Regions from separate parts of the Acanthopagrus latus genome. Here region 1 is linked to region 2. A link is a contact called in public Hi-C data. All regions are on one chromosome and are shown on one strand. The core of a region is the stretch at or near the end of the contact, and the rest is flanking DNA. Distances in the headings are between cores, read along the strand shown.

Region 1 (5,970 bases), core at 3,333-5,832, 240 kb after region 2:
GCAGTGGAAATATGGAATATATACGTCACAATGGCAAACCACAGCGATCCCAAAAATATCTAGGTGCCGACATGCAATCTCATTCACTCTAAATCCAATATCCAGCACTAACTCCATCCTCGGCATCAGAACCGTTCCAAAGGCTTCGGGCCGCGTCCAAGTTTCCTTCGAGTCATTCACTGAAAATAAAGGCCTTCCTTGTAGCGAGAGATTCCTGGGGCCTGCAGCAGGCTACAGCTGGGCTGCTGCTGGAGGAAAACCATGAGGGGAGGAGAAGGATTACTGGAAACCATGGGCAGACCTGCCAACCTGCTGGCCAGTAGAGAGGGAGACCCCAGCCCAACCCTGCCTTAGCAAGCAAACGCTCTCTAATGCCCCAACCTCCACTCTATATCCTGAACCTCTTTAAATTTATGTCAACTTTAGTTTTTTTTGGTCTTGGATCATTTCTGCTGGGCAGTGTACTATTGTGCAAGCTCTAATGTACTTGTCATAAAACCTGATTAAGTGCTGCACCCTATCCATCACCCAAACCTCACCTACACCATTTTTGGTATGGCGAAAGGAAAGTTTCACCATGGAATGCTGAAGGGCCAGACGTGGGTTAATAACAGTCTGGAGAAGAAAAGAACACAGGAAAAATAATAAAATACCTGCCAGTCTGGAATGGAGTGCCCTTTACTACGTCCCCGGTGGAGCTTCCAAGTCCAAGCTCAGCCTCAGTCCGTTCCCCAGGTCCAGCCCCAGGTTTGGCTGTCCTACCAAGATCCGTCCTGTCCCTCACCCCTTCCTCCAGTTCTGGGGGAATTTCTGCTGTCACTTGGCGCCAGTGGCCCACTGCCAAGGTGAATGTGGAGGCTGGCATGGGCATAGTGACGTAGTAATTCCACATTAAATAAGCTACTGAGAGTAAAGGAAGGGGGGGACAGAAAGGACAAAAATGTCAAAGGTAAGAACTCGGCCCCTTGATAGACTTTTGGGTACACCTTATACAAGCCGGTCTCAGACTCTGATGTTGTTGCTTTTGAAAAGGCCAGATCTGTATTCTGCCACATCCTGGCTGACTGATTTAACGTCTTCCTTGTTAGAAAAGGTGAAATATTCCTCAAGAGGTTCATCTGCCAATAGATGATTTCTGCAAGAGATGATGGCCTATTATCTCAAATGTAAATACTCTCTCCTCTCTGGACCCCATCTGAATTCTCAATGCATCCATTCTTTGAAGCACCTTGAACATCCCTCCCTATTTTACTTCATTTAATTTACTTATAAATGTGTCTTGACTTGACTTACCCTCTATGAGTGTGTGTGTTTTATTTTTTCTATTCAGAGTTTAGTATCGATTCATTTTCTTCTTTCTCTGGCTACATTTCCATCTCTGGCTCTAGTCTGGGTTAAGCTGAGGGATTCATGGTGTTGACATGCTATTTTATTTTTCTGTTTTAACACACCAAAAAAGGGTAACGTGTTTTTCCTACACAGATTTGTACCTTGTATCTGAAATGTGTAACAGTTTCCAATAAAGTTTAGTTAAGATAACAAAGAGAGAACTGAGACAAATTAAGAAAGGGTTCAACCAAGTCCCATAAATGCATCTGTTTCATGCTATTTTAACGGAAACAGCTGTGCAAGAAGCTCGGCCAAATGCAGTTAACAATTGGTTAAGTAAACAAGCCTAAATAGATTTATAACCAAGCATTTCATGCCAACTCAATACTTGATATTACAGACAGATTTGCTCAAGAAGTATCTCGGTCCAATACTCAGCCCCACATACAATTCAGTAAAATGCACTTGAATTATTGAATGAACAGTCAACAAACAAAAAGAAGCATTTTCTTAACAAGGGTGTAAAGATGAAAGGTGTCGTGTGCCAGTATGCTTACGTGTGTGCCCGTCCTCAAAAGGTACAGCCTGCTCCTCCCCACTCATCAAAACCACACACTCACTGGGGGCCCGTACTGTCGCCTGCCATGTTGACATGGCAACAGGCGGCTCCTGGCAGGGGAAGAGGGCTCGATTGTTGATGGGAGAGCCGGCAGTGTAAACACACACCCTGGAAGGGTAAACAATGGTAAACTATAAACAACCCCTCATTTCAATACTCAAAGGATTCACCAAGTGCACACGCACACACACTATGAGCATCCACACACAGAGCAGACTACACCAGCCTAAGGCATGTTTGTGTGAATTAATGAATGAGAATTATTCTATTCTTACATGGCAAGCTCAGAATATTACACTGTAATTCGAGGAGCAGAAATCTGAGCAGATGTTCTGCCAGTTGCCAGTTTTAAAATCTCTAAAAAGGAATCTAGTCGTACTATGAAACCACTGTTCTATGGAATGATGATTCTGATCCATTTGCTCCTGAGACAAACCTGTTGTCCTGGTCTTTGGTCCATCTCACAGAGCCTCCTGTTGGCCTCGTCTCATAGCAGATCCTGAGGACGCGAGGAAACTCCAGAGGTGACGCGACCCCTTTCTTCCTCACCTGCAAACTCCATCGGTCTCTATAAAAATGCAGTGAGCTGCCATCTTGAGCACCAGGGGCCTGACTACACGATGAAAAGAGCTGGTGCTTCTGCCTCCATCGACTAGAGGCCATAGAGATAAGGTTCTGAGTAAATGCTGCTTGTAAGTTCACTGAACCTGCCTCTGACCTTTCTGGTGAGAGGCCAGACGTGGCTGACACAGAGGTGACGTCCACCTCTTCGACCTTTGAAACATCAAGTTCACAACAGTCCAGCACCAAAGTGAAATCATCCTCACTGGTGGTTTCCCACAAATGCGAAGACTGAATATTTCCAGTTTCAGATGCAACTTCAGCTCTGTGTCTTTCTCCAGCTCCAAACATCTCCTCCATCCTTGTTGGGAGCCTTTTTGCACCCTTCTCCACTTTATCCTTATCCTCGAGTGTACCTCTGGCCCTTTCCTGAGACTGTCCAGCTTCTAAAGTCCCAGCTCCAGGTCCAACATCATCCTCAGCCTTACCTCCAGAGCAAGGCTCCAGGAACAGAATGACACTACCACTGATGACCTTTCTGCCAAAATGAACAGTCAAGTCGAGCACATAATGTCTGACAAGTATGTGGTTAGTATTGGCTCGGAGTGGAAGGTCATCCGTGTCAGGGTTCAGGTCCCCGTCTGGCTCCATGTCACACAAACAACATCAGAGGATGGCTACCCCTTGGAGACAAAACCAAAAATAGAGCTTTATTTATCTATGTTTTTTTTTTATTCCTCACAGGATAACCGAGTTTAAGACAAAACTATGAGATGATATTCTACAGCCTCCTGTGGGCTGAAGTACATATTTTTTCCTGCAAATAAAGTGTTGCTCGACTTTAACTCAGACTTAAGAGTCAAACTCCCTCTGTTGACACATGCCACGAATGTTTCCAAACAGGGAAACAGCTAAGTGATGCCATTTTGATTTGTGTTATGAGAGCAGTAATAGCAAAGCGCCTCAGCCCCAGCCAGCAACAGGGAGAGCTAAATGTCTGCAGTAGCCTACTTTGAATTAAAAGCTCTCCTGCAGTCCATGAGAGTTTGTGCCGTCACAATCCCTCCTTTTAGCCTGCTTGGGGCACGGAGGAGGCTTGGCAAGACAGAGGTGCAATTACCATTTACAGCAGGAAATCCTCAGAGGTTATTCAGTGCAGGAGTGCATTCATAAAAGTATGAGCCCCCCTAAAAACAGGGAGATATAACTTCAGTGATGAGAAGAGGCAGGAAAGCCATAACACCTTAAATTTACTGTAAGAGGTTGGATGAAAACATCCATCTCCCACCTATACGCCCTGAGGTGAGTAACACACACGTGTGACTATTTCCAGTCCATTTCTGCATATAGTTAGAATTCAACAACAAAAGAGTGGCTCAAGAAAGCTTTTAAATGGGTTACAAAGGGCTGAGGGGAATTAATGTAGAGATTAAACAGATAAAGGTCATTAACTTACTGAAAGATCCCAGTGACAGGTCAGGGCGCATACTGTGTCCTTGCAGGCAAAACAGGTAAGAGCTTGCCATGGACCAGAGAGAGGATCATACACACAGCAGCAGCTTAAGGTCAGACTTCATCTTTGTTTGACTTTTATTACAGGCTATGGGGCAAGAGCAGAAATTCACATAAACTTCCAAGTGATGTTTCACGCACACTGAAGTCGTGTGACAAGTCAGGACACATTAAAGACCACACAAACCGACGAGTCGCCTCCGGTTTTAAACGTTACGCTCGTGTAACGTTTGCTAACCGACCGTTAGTTTGTCGTGAGAGAGTTCGGGCTAACTTTTCCATCACAAGTCTGCTCTCTCTGTCATTTTTTCAAAACAACACGCACGAAACTAAAGCAGCGCTACGGCCAGAAATAAACCAGCTCCACTGAAGCTGACGGTGTGTTTAACGACAATGTCAGAAACAACTGTGTGTAATGTACACCGCCGGGTACGTCTGTGACCGCTAGCACTCGCTTGTTGTGAATGAAATCTCCCACCAACCTGCTGTATCCAGGCTGCATCCTGCTTGTCGACGTCGCGGGGTGATGACGTCATGCAGACGCGACAGCTGCAGATTGTAGTTTTTCTTCCGCCTGGTTCTTCCCGCCTTTTTTGTGTACTTTTGTTTATTTGTGTTCCCGGATTTATTGTGGTAAACATTCAACAGATTTGTTTGTATTGATGATTAAGTTTGGTCTGTATTTGTAACAGGGGGGGGAAGAAAAAAAAAAAACATTTCAAAAAATACATATTGTTTGATTAACACCCTGAGTTCAGCTGGGGGTATCAACAAAGTTTTTTGTTTGTTTGTTTGTTTGTTTGTTTGTTTTTTGTTTAAAAATAGATTAAAAAGTGTAACAATCAAATTTAAATCAGAAAACTGTAACCCTTAAATGTGGATAAAATATGTACAAATATTAATTTAATCACCAAGGAGGTTGTGTTCACCCGTGTCCTTTTCTTTGGTGCTTGGTTTGTCAACAGGATTACACAAAAACTACAGTACAGATTTGTACAAAACCTGAATGGAGGATGGGTTTCAGCCAGGAATGGAGCCTATCAACTTTTGGTGTCAATCCAGACAAAACAATGAATCAAGGAAGGTTTTGTCACTTTCTTTTACATTGTAAATAGGGTATTTTTCAATGTTTTCAGTAATTTCTCAAGGGATAATGCAAGGATGCAAAAATAAATAAATAAATAAATCTGGCCTACTCAAGTGGTATCTTTAAGCAGGTACAAAAGGAGACCTCGGGTTTGGGTATACGCTCTACTGAGTGCCATTCTAGTTAATTAATTACAAAGAATGAAGTGATGTAATAATAATGATAATAATAATAATAGATTTAACAGGTCTTTTAAAATGTAACCAGTTTAAGTCAAAGTTAAAAACAGTCATTAAACACAGCCACGACAAATGTGCATATATTAAGTTTTATTCAGGTGCTTCAACAGCATCGTTTGCATGATGAGTTAGAATTCAACATTTAATAAAACACAAGTATGAACATAAAAAATGATGGATAAAGAACCATGAACGCAGTCTCCAGTGGCTGAATGCCACTAAAATATCTTATAATAAGAACTCTCAGCAATATTTCTTGCATGTATTAAAAAAATAGGTATACATTTAATTTCTCACAATTAATACACACGCTGTATAACTTTCATCTTATTTAGCCACTTTCAAAACATTCAACAGTTCATAAATAAGAGATGTACCTGGAAACAGAGAGGATGTGAGTATTAATAATGTACTAAAAAAAATGTATACCCACTTTTGAAATGCCAAGCACATTTACATTACTGAAATACAGTACGAGCTGCAACAGAACACCAATGAATTGAGCTGTCTCATGGATGTCAAATAAAATCAGATTGTCACTGTTTAACACTGCAAAGCAGCAGTAAATGTCTCCTCTGGAATGTATTCTGAAATACGGAGTAAACATAATTCACACAGCAAAG
Region 2 (6,682 bases), core at 849-3,348:
AAATACCTGTCCCATTTTTGATGACCTTAAATTCCTTGATTTCAAATTCCTAAATATATTTTGTTTGCGATTAAAATCACAGAAAATCTGAAAATCTGGAAGAACAAACATAATGAGAATCCTTACCTCTAACATCATGCATACACATCTTTCCTGTATATAGGTAGAATTGTGTTTTGCTCAAAACATTTTGCTCAAGTTTTGGTTAATTCAGCAAAATCAATACCTGAAAAATCTGAGCACTCAATCAAATTAATGCAAAAAACATGTGCAACTCAAGTATTGGCATCAATGCCTCTTGTTTATTGATTTGCAAAATAGCAATCCAAACAGGCATTATGAAAGTGAAAATGACAGAATGAGAAAAAGATAAGAAGATAAAATGATGAGCAAATTAATAGCATCTCGCAGTAGACAACATCATCATGTCAGCCATCTTTAAGCTTTGTGATAAGATAATGTTTGACCGCTCACGAGCAGACAGATTCCAGAGGTCACTTACAGACACACACTCTTTCCACTTTTCCAAATGCTGACAGCTAATGTCCAAAAGACACACAGCAGCATGAAAATCCAAACAGAGATGTGTCTCTGGCAACTTAACAAGACTGCAATTTTCACTTGTTTGAGCTATGATTCCATGGTTAGACAGGCTCTACAAGACACTCAGTTTTCTTCAACGGCCACTTAATTACTTTGGCTGTTTTCCAAAAAGGATACATCTCTCTCCCCATATCCTCTTCTCCACACACACCTTTTTACACTTTGATCGCACCATCATACTGGTCACATTGAATATAGTGAATTATGGTTCATAGCATGCAAGATCTTCTTACTTATCATGCCCCCACCAGAGTGAGAAATCGCTGTTTTTTTGTTTTGTTTTTTTTGCATTTATGAACACATCAGTATTCTATGCCATCAATAGAATACTGACTATTTTGATGGCATGCGTTTTTGTTTGTAAAAAAAAAAAAGAAAGAAAGAAAAAAGAAAAGAGACAATTCCAGTTAAAATGTTTCACACCCTGCTCAACTTCAGTGTGGTTTATTTTGCAGTCACCACACATACAGTGCATCACTCAGGGAAGCATTTGAGGAAGTGCAAATATTTGGGGCAAATAGCTTTTGTATTTGCACAGAACCCAATTGAAGGTACAGTGGGTGGGCAGAGGATCAGCTTTGGTGGGAAGACCGGTTCAGTAAAGTAATCCGGATGGTTTCATTTACCTGCCACTAGCGTATTGACTCAAGACTCTTTTTTCGCTCTATATTTTTTAATACCATTCTTTAATAATGCATGCTCAAGTCTCGGTCTTCATTACTTCTGTTTGTATCAGTGAATGACTCGTTCTGTGGTTCAGTGGGTTTTTGGGCTACTGATCAGTTTCCTGGACGAACAGTCTGTCACTGAGCTGTAGCTCACACTAAAATTCTCAGCTCGTGGTGATGTTATCATGGACCCCAAAGCTTTTCATGGCACGTCCTGCCTGACTCTGGCTCTGATTGGTCGTCTTTGTTGGTTGGTGTAAGAATATTAGGGTAAGCCAATCAGAAGCAGAGCAAGGTGGATATTTGTTTTGTTTTTTCGCGGCATTGCGAAGGCATGACCTGCCCCACCAGCCCCACTCCTCATGCCTAAACATAACAAACCCAAGGCTAAGAGATCTAGCCAGGCAGAGGCAGAGGAGGGCATTTTACGACTGACTTCTCACTGTTAGACGAGATAAGATTGCACTTGTGTATTGTTCTGTTGTGACTCTCTCTTTGAAGCCATATGTTCATACTGCTGGAGCAGCTTCTCATAAATTATCATCAGCATGATGTATGAATGAATGAACAGTGTGTGAGTGTGTGAGAGAGCCCACCATTGCTGTAAATTACTTGGCCTCTGTGTTTAATTAGTTTGACTTTTGTTTAATTTTGGGCTCCTATTTATGAGATATCTGGCAGAGGCCTATGACTGCTCCTGCTCCTGCTCCTGTTTCTGCTCCTGTGTGTGTGTGTGTGTGTGTTTCTGCAATGGGAGTGGCTATTCTCTCTTTCTGTCATTCTTTTGACTTGCTGAATTAAGATCTGTCCCTCAGAGCAGACAGAATCACACAGAGAGGCTGACAGCTGGAGTTTGCTGTTGTCCCGGGCAAGCATGGATCTCATGGATTTGTTTTTCATCTCTCTTGGCTCTGCGGTCGCTCTCTACTATGGAGTGAAACTGCTGCTTTTCAGTAGGATGCTTTTCCCAAAACTGTGGTTTCCAATTTCAGAGTCCTTTTTCACCTCTATGGGAGAGTGGGCAGGTGAGCGGGCATTTGTGTGTGTGTGTGTGTGTGTGTGTGTGTGTGTGTGTGTGTGTGTGTGTGTGTGTGTGTGTGGGTGTGTGTGTGTGTACGTGTGTGTGTGTGCATATATTGTTATGTATGTCAGACCCGCAGTTGGCTAATAAATGCAAGGAATTTGATAGATGGCTCAATTAAGATATAACAAGTGACAACATGCCTTTGTGATAAAACACAATTGATATGTTGTGTGTCGGCTTATCAGAATGTGCCTGTGCATGCAAAAATCTGCAAATACTTGACTTGTCTGAGCTGGCAGATGAGACAAGATAACACTTTTCACTGTTAGACGGGATAAGATTGTGCCTGTGTGCTGTTTTGTTGCTACTCTTGAAGCCATATGTTCATTTTGTTGGAGCAGCTTTTTATATTTCATCACCAATGTTACGCATGAATTAACAAAACATACGGAAGCTCAAATGATTTATTCTACTCGAATATGACACAACATCCAGTCTGAGTTGTCTGCAAAATGCTCACTACCTATGTGGTTATAGTTTAAGGATTGTACTTGAATGACAAGGGAGGCAAACTGGTGTCACTGGTCAGTATGATCTGGCCCATCCTCCGAAAACATTTGCCATCTAGTGCCTTTCGGGAAGGGTTGACAGAAGGAGTAATCGATGAAATGAAAGGAACAACTGCCTTCTCTAGAGCTCTTGCAGACAATCATATGAACTAGAGGACAGTGTCAGTTTTTTAATCTCAATACAACTGGGGGCACACAGGCAGCTCTGGCTCGCCCCTCAGACTGTCTCCCAGAAATTACGCAACATTCCTCTGCAGGTCCCAGAGCAGTCTTAAATAACTTGCAAGCATCTTGGCATCTCCTGAAGAGGTTATTCATTCTCCCAGAGCGCTAACAGAAGCCTGATTAAAAAGCCACAGAACTGGGCCGATCTGTCTTTTCTTTCCAGAGTCCACCTCCATTCCATTACAGCACAGGAATAACAGCCACCAGAACAGCATGTTCCAGGCTGCAGACACCCTGTCCCCTTGTGTCCATTTGCATTTGCAGAGTTTGCGTCTCCCCCAGAGTCTTTTCAATGTCAAGTGGCCACAGCACTACTACCACGGTCAATTCAGGACAATGCAAATGTGAAATGAAAGTTCACAGTGAGTGTATGAGTACAGATGTTTGCATCTTTGCCTTTGATTGAATAGAATGTGTATTTGAGGACAGTGCGTAGGTGCCTGTGTCAAGAATACATATTTAGAGGTAGTCTCTATAATGATTTTTAATGGATATTCCTAAATTTACCAAAGTCAAACATGAAACAGGTGTCATTTGAACCATATATAGATATGTACTGTGTAGATACACCCATCAGTAGCAACACTACACTATTTGAATCTACAAAAGAAATAGTATGGATTAATAGCAGCAGAGTGAAGCGGCAGCCACCTTCCAGCTCTCTTCCTAAATGACACTTAGGGGAATTTTTGCTGGTTCAGGAGGAATATGTAATATATTATGTGTTGCCATTGGACCTCCTCCAGTTGGACATGCTTCTTGATCAAGGTTAAGAAGAAGCATTACTCTCCTTACTCAACCCTGTCCTCTTTCTGAAAGTCTGACATCCTCATTCTGACCATAATAGTGAGCCATCTACAAACATTACCCAGAGATATTTGAGCTCCCTCACATATAACAGTATTGGCTATAACATTCTGCACCAGAGTAATTATTACTTAGTAGCTCATATCAGAAAATGTTAGTAAATGTCTGCGATTTTGTTGTTCCTATCTTTACATGTGCAACATGTAATGCTTCACTGTCTGTCTTGGGAGAGAGATCCCTCCTCTGTGGCTCTTCCTGAGGTCACTTTCATTTTTTTCCTCCTGTTAAAAGGGTCTTTTAACGTTTTATGGTGAGTGGTTCTTCCTTATTTGGATTGAGGGTCTAATGAGAGACATTCACTGTACAGATTGTAAAGTTCGGCATTTGGTTGTGATTTTGGGCTGTGTAAATGAGATCAATTTAATCTGACTTGACATACAAAACAAATGCTTCATATATTTATTATATTTTGACAGTTAATCCAGAATAATTTAGTAAAACCATGTATGAATATTCAGATATGGGTCAAAAATAGTCAATAATCAAACATTCAGCTTGGTATAATCTGAAAATGTAAACATGAAACAATATTATCATAAAACTGATTTAACTGGGACTAAGTATTGAGCCTTGCGGGACCCCACATTACACTCACCAATGACTACATTGTGGGGGAGTGAAATAAATCACAAAACAGAAACATTGTTCACTAACTATTCCCAGTACTCCAGTGCTTATTTGCAGCTGTTTGGCAAACAACCCTTCAATATTTTTTGGGGAATAAAGAAGTAGCTCAGGACACTCTCATTATGGAGGAATGTTGGCTCAAGGCAAGTGTTTCTACAAGAGAGGACGAATACACACACACTTAATGTTATGGTCAAGTAACAGATCACTTACACCAACAGGTAGTGATATCCAGCCATCAACAGTGACAGAAAATTTGCAATTTTGTCAAGTCCATCAAAAATGTCTCCTAAGATCCTCCTTAGTTTTCTCAGATTTTCCCGGGACATAAGGAATACCAAGGTTGTTACTTTTTTCTGTCTCTTCCTCTCCGTCTGCTCTCGATATTTGAGAGGTTTTGACAAAGGTCCAGTTTGGGTAGCCACAGGTTTTATGTGCTCCTTTGATTTGCCTCTGTTTCTTCTCCTTCCCCCTCTGCCTTTGTGAGCACAGTCTCAGCCCGATGGTTTAGGGTTCTGATGACCCCCAGCTTGTGCTCCAGTGGGTGGTGAGATTCGAACAGCAAGTATGCATCTGTGTGTTATCTCACGATATAGCACTCAGAATTACTGTAAACTAGGTGACTGAGAGATAATGACATTCTGTTGGTCTGTTGATGTGAACGCACAAGACAGCATGAAAACAATTTCTAAAAGGTTTTGTAGCCTCGAGTCATCCAACACTATTGTCATTTGGCAAAATACAACAGCGGGTGCACAATCTTTGTGAGGAGCATTCAGTTTGTTTAAGCAACTGGAAACATGGACAGGAACTGAATGTTACTAGTCTCGCATCCCTCATTTAGCCTACTCCCATTCTAACAAGAGGCCAAACCAATCTATGCTGTTGCATCCAAAGCCCTCGTCATCTCAAACAGCTGCCCTAGAAAACCAGGCCTCATCAAATAACAATTCCCATCCTGTTGTGCCTGCAGAAAGTGAGGAAAATACCCTGTGATCTTTCTAATCTGGGTCAGGGGGTATTGGGAGAGTTGGGAACCACTGGAAACAAGCAGTTCTTGTTTTTTTATCTCAGCAAGTTCTTTATCAGAACTGGGGAACATGCTGTATCAGTACAGTCCGTTAGAACAGGATAGGTTGGGTTCAGTGTAAACAAAAACAAACACAAACAGTCCTGGGATTTCTCTGGCAGCAGGGGAAGGGAGATGACGTAGCGGAGTTTCGGCTCAAAGCGCCCCCAGTGTTTAGAATGAAAACTGCACTTGAGTTTGATAAGTGACTGAAGCCATGAATAACACCAGTCCCTGTCCCCCTCTCTGTTTTAGTGGTGACCGGAGCTTCAGAAGGCATAGGAAGAGCATATGCATTTGTAGTAAGTGATTGTTTGAATAGCAATGCTTGTTTGCTTTTATTAAAAACATTTTTGTACTTAAACTGGTTCAAAGTGAAAATATTTTCAAGGATAGGACAAATTGTGTCTCTACATTTCACTTATCATTTCTCCTACCCTCCCTTACTGCACTATTGCGATCCCCAGCTGGCGGAGCAAGGAATGAACGTGGTAATCATGAGCAGAACCAAAGTAACACTGGACCAGGTGGCCAAAGAAATAAGTAAGAACTTGCATTCTATATTTATGTATTTTATTGTGTATGCCTGTAAAACCTTGGATCACATCTGCAAATGTGCAGTGAAATGCTGACCCCACATTTTCATTCATCATAGGTGACACCACAGGGCGGAGGGTGAAAGTGATAGTAGCCGACTTCACAGAGGAAAATGTCTTCAGTGAAATTGAGGATGAACTTAAGGACCTCAACATCGGAGTTTTAGGTTGGATTCTTTTTTTTCTTTTTTTTTTTTTTAATCCTCTAATGTGATGTTTGGAGATACTAATATTCAATGATATACTTGTTTCCTTGCTGATTTTCTTCCCCCAAATCTGAAACTGGATTTCCTTTCTTTTATGCCCCAGTCAATAACGTAGGCACGCTGCCCAGTCTCATCCCGTGCAAATTCCTTGAGATTCCAGAGCTGGACCAGGTCTGTGCCCTCATCGAAATTCCTTGAAGAGAAACAAAAGCTGTGTTTTTACTTTCA

What was found. Hi-C and Micro-C count contacts between places; a contact is called where the count stands out from the background.
Region 1: a contact with region 2 is called in a Hi-C map of muscle, with 2.5 times the contacts expected there. The contact joins the promoter of LOC119019843 here to the promoter of hsd17b3 in region 2. A contact is called at or near these places in 2 of 4 Hi-C or Micro-C datasets (both in muscle).

What each region holds. Positions count from the first base shown.
Region 1 is chr5:23,887,477-23,893,446 of fAcaLat1.1, forward strand. LOC119019843 (aminopeptidase O) reads right to left here and starts at 4,583. Exons shown (of 18, transcript XM_037098763.1): 1 at 4,504-4,583; 2 at 2,385-3,192; 3 at 1,887-2,056; 4 at 654-903. The coding sequence starts at 3,160. dock8 (dedicator of cytokinesis protein 8) reads right to left here. Exons shown (of 48, transcript XM_037098269.1): 48 at 5,421-5,970.
Region 2 is chr5:23,650,680-23,657,361 of fAcaLat1.1, forward strand. hsd17b3 (testosterone 17-beta-dehydrogenase 3) reads left to right here and starts at 2,099. Exons shown (of 11, transcript XM_037099518.1): 1 at 2,099-2,296; 2 at 5,908-5,954; 3 at 6,120-6,195; 4 at 6,308-6,415; 5 at 6,558-6,625. The coding sequence starts at 2,146.